Linked DNA regions of Mus musculus: region 2 is linked to region 1. A link is a contact called in public HiCAR-type data. All regions are on one chromosome and are shown on one strand. The core of a region is the stretch at or near the end of the contact, and the rest is flanking DNA. Distances in the headings are between cores, read along the strand shown.

Evidence for each region. HiCAR-type assays count read pairs that join an accessible place to other places.
Region 2: a contact with region 1 is called in a HiCAR-type map of fibro-adipogenic progenitors, with 4 times the contacts expected there. The contact joins two enhancer-like sites. A contact is called at or near these places in 1 of 15 datasets of contacts at CTCF or cohesin (the NIH/3T3 cell line), 3 of 484 Hi-C or Micro-C datasets (3T3-L1-derived adipocytes, adipose-derived mesenchymal stem cells and nephron progenitors) and 6 of 115 datasets of contacts at active chromatin or transcription factors (epiblast stem cells, extraembryonic endoderm stem cells, fibro-adipogenic progenitors and 3 more).

What each region holds. Positions count from the first base shown.
Region 1 is chr3:102,357,942-102,363,632 of GRCm38.p6, reverse strand. No RefSeq gene overlaps it. Among named protein-coding and RNA genes, the nearest start is that of Gm40110, 12 kb to the left of the region's middle. Within about 2 kb of position 2,697, at least 8 of the 459 cell types and tissues checked have an H3K27ac peak or open chromatin away from gene starts, as enhancers often do. A contact at or near this core is called in fibro-adipogenic progenitors and heart atrium, where this site is marked.
Region 2 is chr3:102,665,759-102,671,449 of GRCm38.p6, reverse strand. No RefSeq gene overlaps it. Among named protein-coding and RNA genes, the nearest start is that of Gm40112, 26 kb to the left of the region's middle. Within about 2 kb of position 2,724, at least 55 of the 459 cell types and tissues checked have an H3K27ac peak or open chromatin away from gene starts, as enhancers often do. A contact at or near this core is called in fibro-adipogenic progenitors and heart atrium, where this site is marked.

The DNA.
Region 1 (5,691 bases), core at 1,448-3,947:
TATAGATTCAGATGCTTAGTGATACTATTGTGAGCAGTTTCTGCTCCGCCATCCTTACTGTGTTGGCTTTGTTCTCATGCCCTTATGCCATGGTCCTGAGGTGGCTACTTCCATGGGAGATGTTAGGTGTGCTGGTATGCCCACCTTCCAGGAAGGAAGAAAGGGAAATGAGAAACCTGTTTCTCAAGCTAGAGTGTCTCTTTACTTACCAAGGGGAAGTCTTTCATTCTGTCTCATTAAGTTCACCATCCTACAACTTGACTATGTAGGATGGATAAGAGAAATGGCCAATCAAAATCCATCCAAAGGAGGTTAAACAAATCACAATCCACTCAGGGGACTCTTCATTCTCCTCATATGGGATCTTAATCTGTGCTGGAGTAGACTGAGGTCCCAGTAGGAGGCACAAGGCACATGGGGAGTGGCTTTTACCTGTAACAGAATAATACAAGTTGGGTGGCTTATAAACAGTAGAATTTATCCTTGAAACTCTGGAGATGGGAAAGCCAACATGCAAGAGCTACAGATGATGTGTCTGGAGAGGAGGTCTGCTTCCCTTATTAACAGGCATCTACTCTCTGTCCTTACACAACAGGCAGGGGAAGCTAGCTCTCTAGAATCAATTCTACAAGGCAATTAGCCCCTTTACTGAAGTCTCTGCTCTACTGACCTAATTGCTTTCCAAGAGTCCTGGCCCTTAAAACCATCATTTTAGAGGTTAGAACCTTACATATGCATGTGGGGAGACATAGGCATACAGATCCCAACAACTGTTACACAGACAAGAATAAACATCTGCCACAATTGCTTCCCTGACTGCTCATTGCTTCCCACAACACCAGCTCAGCCTGGGCCTTTTTCTATTTCATACCATGTAATCACCAAGTAATATTGATTTTAATTTTCGAACTATGCCTTACTCTGGCTCATTTTCCCGCTCTTACTCTATATTCCCTGTCACAGTTCTCTCCAGTCTGGCTCTCAGCCTGTACTCCATTGCTTCTACTCAGAATATCCATACACTGGTCACAGAGGAAACTCACTGGAAATCTAAAACCCTTCATGGTGTAACTCAGGCCTTTTTTCCACCATCCAGCCACCACCACCCCCCTCTGTCTCTCTGTCTCTGTCTCTCTCTCTCTCACACAGAGAGAGAGAGAGACAGAGAGACAGACACAGAGAGAGTGCCTCTCTATTCCCTCTGCCCAGACTGTTTTCCATTCTTTTGATGTTTCTAACCTTGCTCTCTTACCTGTTCTCCAGTCCTGACTGAGAGCCTTCCTTATTTCTGTTTCTTCCTTGAAGTGTGCTAGTCTCCATTAGCGGGCAGGTTTTAGGCTGGTTCAGTCTCTTGCCTTTCCCCTACTCCCCTGTATCCTGCCTGAAGACCAAGACCATCTCATCCTTGGAAGTTGTCATGGTTCATCTTGACAGTCAACTTCACAGGATTCAGAGACTCCCAAGCCCTGTAAAGCCCACCCCTGAGCATGTCTATTGGAGTGTTTTCAGAGAAGAGTGAGATGTGGGACAGTAGCGAACAGGGCAAGAACCTCCATGAATTTGGGTGGCCCTAACCAGTAGGCTATGGCCTCACATGGAAGAGAAGCTGAAGGAGGGAGCCAGACAGATACATAAGCTGCCCTCTCCCTGAGAGTGTGTGTCCACTGCCACATTCATCACCCAACTGGCACCAGTCTCTTCCACAGACTCACGCCAGCAGCTCTCAGGGGAATGCCTTTCGGTCGGGAAGCATCTCTGCTTGCTCTGATGCATCAGTGTCTTGGACTAAGCAACTACCTGGTTCTTAGCCTTTGAAGGGGGCAGGTGGTCATTGTTGAACTATCCATCCTCTAATCACGCAAACTAATCAATAACCCCCATTTATAATCGTGCACATGTGTGCATACATATTTTCCCTATTGCTTCTGCTCCTCTAGAGAATCCTGACGAATGCACAGGCCTAGTGCCTCACATATGGCAGGCTCTTTTGTTTGGTTGGTTAGTTGGTTGGTTAGTTTCTTAGTTAGTTAGTTTGTTTGTTTGTTTGTTTGTTTGTTTAACAAATCTTTTACTCCGAGGACTGTCATACAATTTGATTAGTGGATTTCATCCTGTTAGCCAATACATGTCTCTTGTAATTGTGAACATCCTTAGAAGATTGATCCATGGAGCTGCAGTTGCCTGATGTACAATCGTGAGTCACCCACCAGGTACTAAGGTGATGTGTGCTCCGGGCTGAGTGGGCAAGGCATATCAGGGGCAGACGTGCAAACAATGACTTTGAGAACAGAAGCCATTGCTGGACAATCACACTGTGACAGCATTTTGGAGCTTTGAGCTTCAGAAGAGTAAGGTTTACCCATTAGGTGACACTGGATGCTGCCCCACTGACCCTATGTGTCCACCTGAGGACAAGTTCCCTGTAGGTTTGTGTTACTGGGATGTAGGGAAGGAACTTGCCTCCCAGACATAACATCTTTCAGAAGACTCGAAGGAAACGCCGTGCTCCCCGTGGCTTCTTTACTGGCACCCAGTACAGCCTCCGCCAAGGCTCTTCCTGCCTTGTGCTTCTGGCAAGATCCTCTCTTCCCACACACTATTTTTTCCCCTTGTCAAAGAACTTTCTATTTTCTTCCTTGAGACCTTTTTTCTGGTCTGTCTGCTTTGTGTTTTGTTTTGCTTTCCCTGCCTTCCAGATATCCTTTCTCTAATGAGGTCAAAGACTGAGCCATCTGGCCACGGGTGACCTGTGAAACTTTCGGCTCGGTTTGAAGACATGGAGTTTAAACACTCAGGCATCACACATCCTTCGAGAAGACAAGTGCTGGATGGTTTTCAGCTGAGCAATGGAGAAGGAAAAAACCTCTTCCTTGTGCTGTGCACTAAGTACAAGTTAGCCAGGCAGGTCAGCTGCTTTTCCAAGCCCCACCTCACTGCTTCCCAGAGCACCTTCTGCAGAGAAAGAAGGCAAGCGAAAGTGGTGCCTCCCACTTCATAGGTATGGATGCCAGAGCTCTAGTGGGCCAGGAGATTGGCCATACTCATGAAAGTGGTGAGGACAAAGTTAGAATTCAAACACAGGGATTTGTAAAGCAGGGACTGGCCTCTGACCCTAGTAGCATCTATACTAGGTAAAACTGATTTCAAGAGTCTAGTCCTCTTACATTGGCACTTCTTGTGATGCTTCAACATTCTTTTTAAGTGAGAAGGGAACAGAGGCATCAGGAGACTTAGGGACTTTGGAGTATCAACTGTCTACCTTTTCTTTCAATAACAAAATGTCACACTTGGCATTTTGAGATAATATAAATGCATTCTTATATGATTCTCAGCCTCTTGATGACACCAATACCACATACCTTCTCTATAAAGCACGGGGCAAAAGAAATAATGTTTGTCTGCTAAGAAGCATTAAGTCAATGTAGACTTATAATGAAGCACCAGCTGTTACCAGTGGTACTAAGGTGGCTGTTGCAGCATTATCAGTACCACGGATGCTCACAACAAAACTCAGTGCGTTTATACTTCAACTCATTCAGCAAGGATTAGCTAAGTGCTTACTCTGAGTCAGGCATTATTCTTTGTAGTAGGGGCATGGAGTGAAGGAGATGAAGTCCTGCATAGCATGGAGTTGATATCCTAGTCAGGCAAAGAGTAAAGAAACAGGGAAACTTCTGGGAGTGAAAAGCAATTTGAAGGAATGGAAGAGCGGCATGGGATGGAATGCAGAGGGCAGAGGGAGCGTTCCCAGGAGCACCAAAACCAGAGACCTGCATGGTGAGGAAAAAACAGGCAAGCAGTGTCCTACGGAAGTGTTCTTTAGGTGAAATACACAGTCTTGAAGGACCCAAGAAGGGAATACACACAGTGTAGGAAATCCAGTGTCCTGAATCCAAGGCGGAGAGGGAGGAGGAAGCTTGCACGAGCAGATGGACTCTGAAGCCCACACTCTGCCTGGGAATTAACCTCACCTTTCTAAGCTCCAGTCCCTGAATCTGCAAGTCAGGGCGACACAAGTGAATAAGAAAAGAAGGCATGGAAGCATGGTCCTTGGCCCACAGAAGGCGGGGGAGCAAGCTCTGGCTGGTACTACATTGAGCTTTTAACCAGAACACGCTAAGCATCTGAAATGACAAGCAGTGAACAATTGTTAACTGTCATTTCGAAAGGGTACCTAAGGTCTCATGGGTTTGCAACAATGTGTCCCCTGCAGGAGCCCCACAGTTTCTCATGTTCAGGAGCAGAGGAAGGACCCAGCATGTCATGTTACCATATAATTTAAAATGTATCAACATGGTCCCTGTGGTCAGAATGACTTTCCTTTATCAGCACGCCTGCCTTACTGAATGGAAATGATGCTGAAAAAAAAAAAGGAAGAAAAACCAGAATTACAAAACTCAGGGCATTCTTTCTTAAGTCAATCACTTTCTGCCAAATCATTTAACTAAGGGTGGGGCATCTTTCTCTGTTTCCGCCATCATTCCCTGAAGACATTTATTCCTTCAGGAGGGAGGGCCTTAGGGTGAAAGGGTCAGTACAAATCCTGTCACCATGGAGTCTGGGCTGGTTTCAACTGTTTCCCATCAATGTTTTTTGTGGCTTCTGTATGTTATCACCTATTGGCCAATGGCCCTGGAGACACCAGAGTCCATAGCTGACATAATTTGGTTCCCATGCCAGTCAGAAATGCAGATACTTCTACATAATCATGAAGGACTGGATTCTATGAGCCCACTGTCCCCAGTGCAGATCTGATTTTCCAGGAGACCCCATCGTCTTCCTGAACTTGGAGAATCGTCACTAGAGCTGGCGACATCCAACTGGGGCACCAACACTCCTCGGGTAGTGCTATTCCAACCACTTCGCCCTTCGTAGGGAAACTGATTTTACAGTTTCTCTATTTAGGACATCAAGATAGGTTGCCATGGAAAAATGACATCTTCTAATTAAAAACACAGAGAGGTCACAAGTTTCCCAGAACAACTAGGGCACAGATCCTAAAAGGAAAGAAATGAAACATTAGAGAGAGAGAGAGAGAGCGAGAGAGAGAGAGAGAGAGAGAGAGAAGCAAAACTCCAGAACCCTGTCAGCCTGTAACTTTCCAAATTTGAGTGAAGCCTCGGGTGGACGAAGGGTGCTGATGGGAGAGTGGAGCCACCACCACTGGCTGTTTAAATTAGCCAGCAGTCTCAGCCAGTCTCAGCCGATCAACAGACTAGGGTGCTCAGGGAATATTGACCTGATCTGGGGACTTCTGAATTGGCTCCTGAGGACTAAGAAGGGTCCTGAAAGGACAGGGAGGGGAATCAGGAGGCTGTGGACTGTAAGAATACACTTTTCCCATCCTGCCAATTTCCCCCAGTTACACCATCTCTTGTCCATGCATTGAGATGGCACCTGGAACCTGCTCTGGGCTTAATGGAGTTCCCCCACACTGGGCTGTGGCCTTCTCCAATTGCTTCATGTCGTACCCCATGCCCAGTATCTAGCACAATCTTAACATTAAAAGGACTCTGTTTACTCAGTTTCTGAGCTCTGCCCGCCATTATTTATGTGTGTGTGCTGTATGCATGTGTCTGAATGTTGTGCACTTCTGTGAGCAGGTGCATGTGGCGTCTGTGAACGTGAAGGCCAGAGGCCGATCTTGGGTATCTTCTTCGATCACTTTCCACCTTGATTTTTAAAGCAGTC
Region 2 (5,691 bases), core at 1,475-3,974, 310 kb before region 1:
CCCTGCTCCCTAAAGAATGGGCCGAGTTTCCAGGGTGCCATTTAAAACCTTCACAGGTTGGTCCCCATCTGCCCTTCCCCCTCCCAGACCCCTGGTGTCTACCTTTGAACTCCAGCTTTAGTGGATTAGATTAGAAGATGTTTCGACCCTCCTCCTGTAGATCCATTCTTCCATGCCCCTCCTGGTTCATCTTGCTTTGACTGTCCACTGGACTTCACTCATCATCTGGCTTATCTTTCCACTGTTACTCATCACCCAAGACTCACCAGCCTTAACTCTCCCACCCCGGGGCAGAATGAACTGCATTCCTTTCAACATAGTACTATTAAGAAGTTGACTTCAGTGCCATAGCTAATTCATAGCTTAGATGCCATGAAAGGGAATGCAGCATCCAGAATACCACAATAACGTCCTTGTCGAATGACTAAAAAATAAAGTGTAAAATCTTTGAACTATGCTGTGCGCTATTGTAAAGTGTGTTGTTGTACTTTTTACTGGTAACAGTGCTATGAAAAAGAAAAACTTTGCAGAGTCCCCAAGTGCCTGGCCAGGATAATCAAAATTCCAGCATTTGGAATCAAAGGCCGCTTCCTTGTCTGTTTTTCATCTTCTTTCTTTCATGTAAAGTTTGTGGGTCTGGGTTGAGACACTGTTGTAGGTTATCTGGAGTTGTTGACATCGTATAAGATAGGACTAAATGGCCTGGGGTTCATGCGGGAAGTTGGAATACTGGGGAGAGATGGAGGAGGAGGAGAGAGGAAATGAGCCTCTGGGAATGCTGGAGGCCAGGAGAAAGCCCCTCTTTCACCTCGTGGCTATCGCTGAAGTTCTTTGCTGTCTCATGGTGAAGTTGCATGGATGTGTGTGGAGTAATACTTGTAGATAATTTGGAACTTAGACATGAGATGGCTTAGACGTGATTCACCAGCGGCTGTCAGTCTATCTTCCCCAACAGCTTTCTGAGTAAGTGACAAGCTCTCCGGCTTCAACTCCTTACTCCTGCTAAACCTAGTGTTAAGAATACAAACAAGATACTTCAGAAAAGAATCTGCCTCACGTCCAGTTGGATAAAGATTTCTCATACGTTTGGGAAAAAAAAAATCACTAAAAACTTTTAGCCTTGCTTGCAGATAAATCTCCAGCATTTCATTTCACAGTAATGACCACTATTTCAAAACACTTCCCACAGGGAATCCTATCAATGGATAGGAAGTCTCCAGAAGGTTACAGATAAGGACTGGAATGTTTCCTTTATTTGAAGAGTGAAATAACTGAAAACTAACCCGCTTGGTCTTCAGAGCTGGCTTCGTGTTCTCTGTTTGCAGGAACTTGCAATGTTGGTGCTGCAGGGACATGAGGGAATCTGGTTTAGCCCCTTGCTTGGCATATGGAGTGAGGGAAGTTAGTTTAAGGTCACATAGCTTGTCAGGATGGAGCTGGAAGCAAGACCCAGCTCCCTGAAGATTGGTCCAAGTTTCTTCCCTCTATGCTAATTAGCCATGTGGTAAAGTGCTTGATGGAAAAATTTTAAAGAATAAATGTAGAAGTGTATTTACTTTTTTACATCTGCTTGCCTGCCTGTCTGCCTGCATGTCTGTCTGTCTGTCTATGTACATACGTGTGTATGTATGTATGTATGCATTATCTATCTATCTATCTATCTATCTATCTATCTATCTATCTGTGATTGTTTGTGGGGTCATTTGGTTCTCTCCTTCCACCACGTGGGTTCTGGGGATTAAACTCAGGTCATTAGATTTAGTGGTGTATTATTTTGCTGAAGCCCCAAGACAGAAGATAACTTGGGGAGGGAAGGATTTAGCTCATGTACAGTTCCACAGTACATACAGTACAACACTGAGAGAACTTGGGGCAGAAACACAGACAAGGCTGGAACCTAGATGCTGGTACTTAAACAGAGACCATGGAGGAGTGCTGCTTACCGGCTGGCTCAGCCTGCCTTCTTATAGACCTCAGGACCATCTGCCCAGGGGTGACACTGCTCACAGTGGCCCAAGCCTTTGTCTTAGTTTGAGTATCCATTGCTGCAAGGACGCATCATAACCATGGCAACTCTTATAAAGAAAAACATTTAATTGGGGCTGGCTTATAGTTTCAGAGGTTTAGTCCATTATCATCATGGTGGGAAGCATGGCAGCATGCAGGCAGACATGGTGCTGGAGACAGAGCTGACAGTTCTATATCTTGATCCAAAGGCTGCCAGGAGGAGAGACTATGTCACACTCAGTGTAGCTTGGGCATATATGAGTTTTCAAAGCCTGCCTCCATGGTGACACATTCCTCTAAGAAGGCCACACCTCCTGATTCCCTATAGGCCAAGCATTCAAGCATGTGAGCCTATGGGGATCACACTGATTCAAAGCCCCACAGCCCTCCTACATCAAATACAAAAAGAAAACGCAATGATTGGCCAATCTGGTGAGGGAGTTTACTCAACTTATGTTCCCTCTTCCCAAATGACTTTAGCTTGTGTCAAGTTAACATAAACTAGCCAGCACTTTAATGGGTTCTGTTTGCCACTGTTTGCCACAGGAAAACAGCATGCCAGTGTTTTCCTGAAATCTGCAGTCATCTGGAGACAGTCTTGGAGGAGGCTTGGGCTTTTGGCTCTAAGTACTCAAATGAGTTGCTGTTGTTGAAGCTACTGATGAATCATGCTCAGCTGGAGTTTGAAGACTGGTCAAGTCAATGAACTTACCCGCTACCACTGTGCTCTCGCCAAGCCAACAGGAACCTCTGACCTCTGGCTCATCCGTAGCCCTCAGCCTCCTCTACCTCTGCCATTGAAAAGTGCCTCTGGCTTCCTTATGGTTGAGTCTGCCTCACCCCACCCAGGACACACTTGCTTCCCTCTGGAGTTTCTCACCAAGCATAGTAGAACCCTTGTTCTGGTGAGATAGACTCCTCTTGGTTCTCCAAGCCTCTCTTCTTTCTCACCAAGCCAGAAGCTCACATGTCCCCTGAAGATTTTCTGGCAGCTTCGACACAGTCTCCTTCTCCTTTGGAGGGTCTAAGGCAGTGGCAGAGTAGACTCCTCCCCCGGCCTCCAGACAGCACTCCTGAGCCATCCTCAGGTCCTCTGACTCTGGGGACCTTTATTATCGTTTCATATATACTTCTGACTCACCAAAGCTTCCTTAAAAGGTTTACTGATTCTGAGCCTTTCCTCCCTCTTCTAACCCTGACCAGCAGTTCCATTTCCCCAGACTTTGAAAATGGCTTGTGTTTGTCTCTCAGTGAACACCAATGCTTTTCCTTCTTTCTTAAAGGCAAACCCAAATCTAAAACATCTGTTTTTTTTCTCTCAGTTCAGAGAAAGAAGTCCAAGTGTCAAGGCCAACCTCTGGGTAGTAGTTGGGTCTGACTCCTTCCAGCCTCAGAATGTGGAGGCCAGCTCTCTGAATCACACATTTTGTGTTCCCTTTTCGCTGCCTGCAGCCTTTGTTCCCGCAAGAGTCTCAGCAACAGTTAGGCTACCTCAGAGCCCCTAGTCTCCCCCCAAAGAATGCTTTCCTCCTAGTGCTGACTCAATCGTGACTAATGTGATCTGTGGATCTGGTGTCTGGGCTCTGTACAATCTAGGAAAACAAAAGTCTTGAGTCTAGATAGAACCTTCCTCATCATAAGGAACTGTCCTGTGTCAGCTAGGTGTTGACGCATAACGTGGGCTCGGGTTGCTAAAGCCCAGATTGTGCTGTAGCCTAGCCCAGTCCTCTGCTACAGAGTCTCATAGCCATCATTACAGGACTGATAGGAGTTTCTGCATTATATAGACTCAGTCTGGGTTCCGTCTGCTTTCAGCTACATGACTTTTGGCAGGATAGGGGTCCTTGTAGGTTGTTGGTCTGAAAGCCTTAGTGCTTTGCTGATGGCTTTCTGGGGGACCTAGAGTTCTTTGTCTGGTGGGCCTTTTCACTGAGGATGAAGGGGGAACGAGGGAAAAGAGGAGAGAGAGAGAGAGGGAGAGAGAGACAGAGAGACACAGAGAGAGAGACAGAGAGACACAGAGAGACAGAGACAAAGGCACACAAAGAAAGACAAAAACAGAGAGACAGACAGAGACTATTATTAGAAGATCCAACTCAAAGCCAAGGGTATCCCATCTCCAAAGTCTTTTCCTCAAGTGTTGCACAAGTTTTACAACACATTTCTCTTCTTATATTTGGATGCGTCAGAGGAAAAAGGATGCGCAATTTCTGCCTTCTGACCACGCACATTCCCCAGCTCACAGGACTCCACAGAATCCTATCTTGAAGTTTCCAAGTTTCCAAGTTGCCCCTCTCCCTGGGCCTCCCCAGTGTGACCGCCTTTTCTTTTTACCACCCTCTCTCTCTCTTCAGCCTTTGGCCTACGCAGCCTCCCTGAGTGCTCAGGTGTGTGTGCTTGGTTCTGTCTACTTCTCTGCTGATTTATGTCCTCACTCCCGACCAGTTCTCCCGCTGCACTGTACACATTAGTTTTGTATTTGGATAGAGCCCACTGTGTGAGAAACGCTAGGAAGGCCAGGAGATCAGTGTAGTGTGTTATTTGGAGACAGAGAATGACCAGTGCACGCCTTCATCTGAAAAGATAATGGGGGGAAAATTAAACAAATTTGTGATGATCATTGACTTAGTTTTTTGAAGCAGGGTCTTGTATTGCTTACGCCGCCCTCTAACTCACTATGTAGCCAAGAATGACCTTGAACATTTAATCCTCTTGCTTCCCCCTCCTGAGTGCTGGGCTTACAGGCATTCACCACCACTCCCTGTTGTATGAGGAGATGGCTTTGTGTGTGCTTGGCAAGCCTCTTACCAACCGAGCTATGTCCCTAGCTCAAAAACTGCTTTAAAAATTCTCCTCATTCTCACCCATCTCAGCCTAGAGGGGCCTAGGGAAAGGTGAGCCAGCCAGACCTGAGCCATCTCAGCCTAGGGAAAGGCGAGCCAGCCATATCTGAGCCATCTCAGCCTAGAGGGGGCCTAGGGAAAGGCGAGCCAGCCAGACCTGAGCCATCTCAGCCTAGGGAAAGGCAAGCCAGCCAGATCCCAGTGCCCTGCTAGCCCTGCACTTGCCCACTGCTAAGTGCCCCCCTCCCTGGCACTGGCCCAGCACAGTCCTCCTCTTCATCTCTGTGGCACGCCTTTGGAATTTCTAACACCAGGTTGGTGCTATAACCTTGAAAATGCCTTAGAACGAAGCCCAGAGCCCTGTAAAGTCTACAAGTCATTTCTGGATGAATGAGTAGATGCTTAAAAAATGTGCAAATTCTTGGATCTTGGGATTCTTAAGGACATAAATAACCTGGACACAGCCGAGGGTAACGGGGACATTTTGCTGGCCTTGTCTTCAGTTCACTCAGTTCGGCTAAACCTCTCAAGTGCTCTGGTCGCCCTTTCCTCTTCAAATTACATGTTCCTGCTTGGCTTTTATCTCCACCACTCCCTCGTCTTTCTTCTCTCCTTCCCTGTTGTTTCTCGCTGCCATGCACTTTCCTGTTCTGAACAATGGCTGCCCTTCCTATCATGTGGCACCCGTGGTCCAGCGGAAGCCCCTTGAGTGTTAGCGATGAGCTGAGTCTGAAGGAGGAGGAAAGCAGAGAGCGTGGCTCTGAAAGTGTGCCACCCAGGTAACCACAGTGACCAGTGGCCGGCCGGACAGGAAGGCTCTGCACCACTTCCCATGGAATTC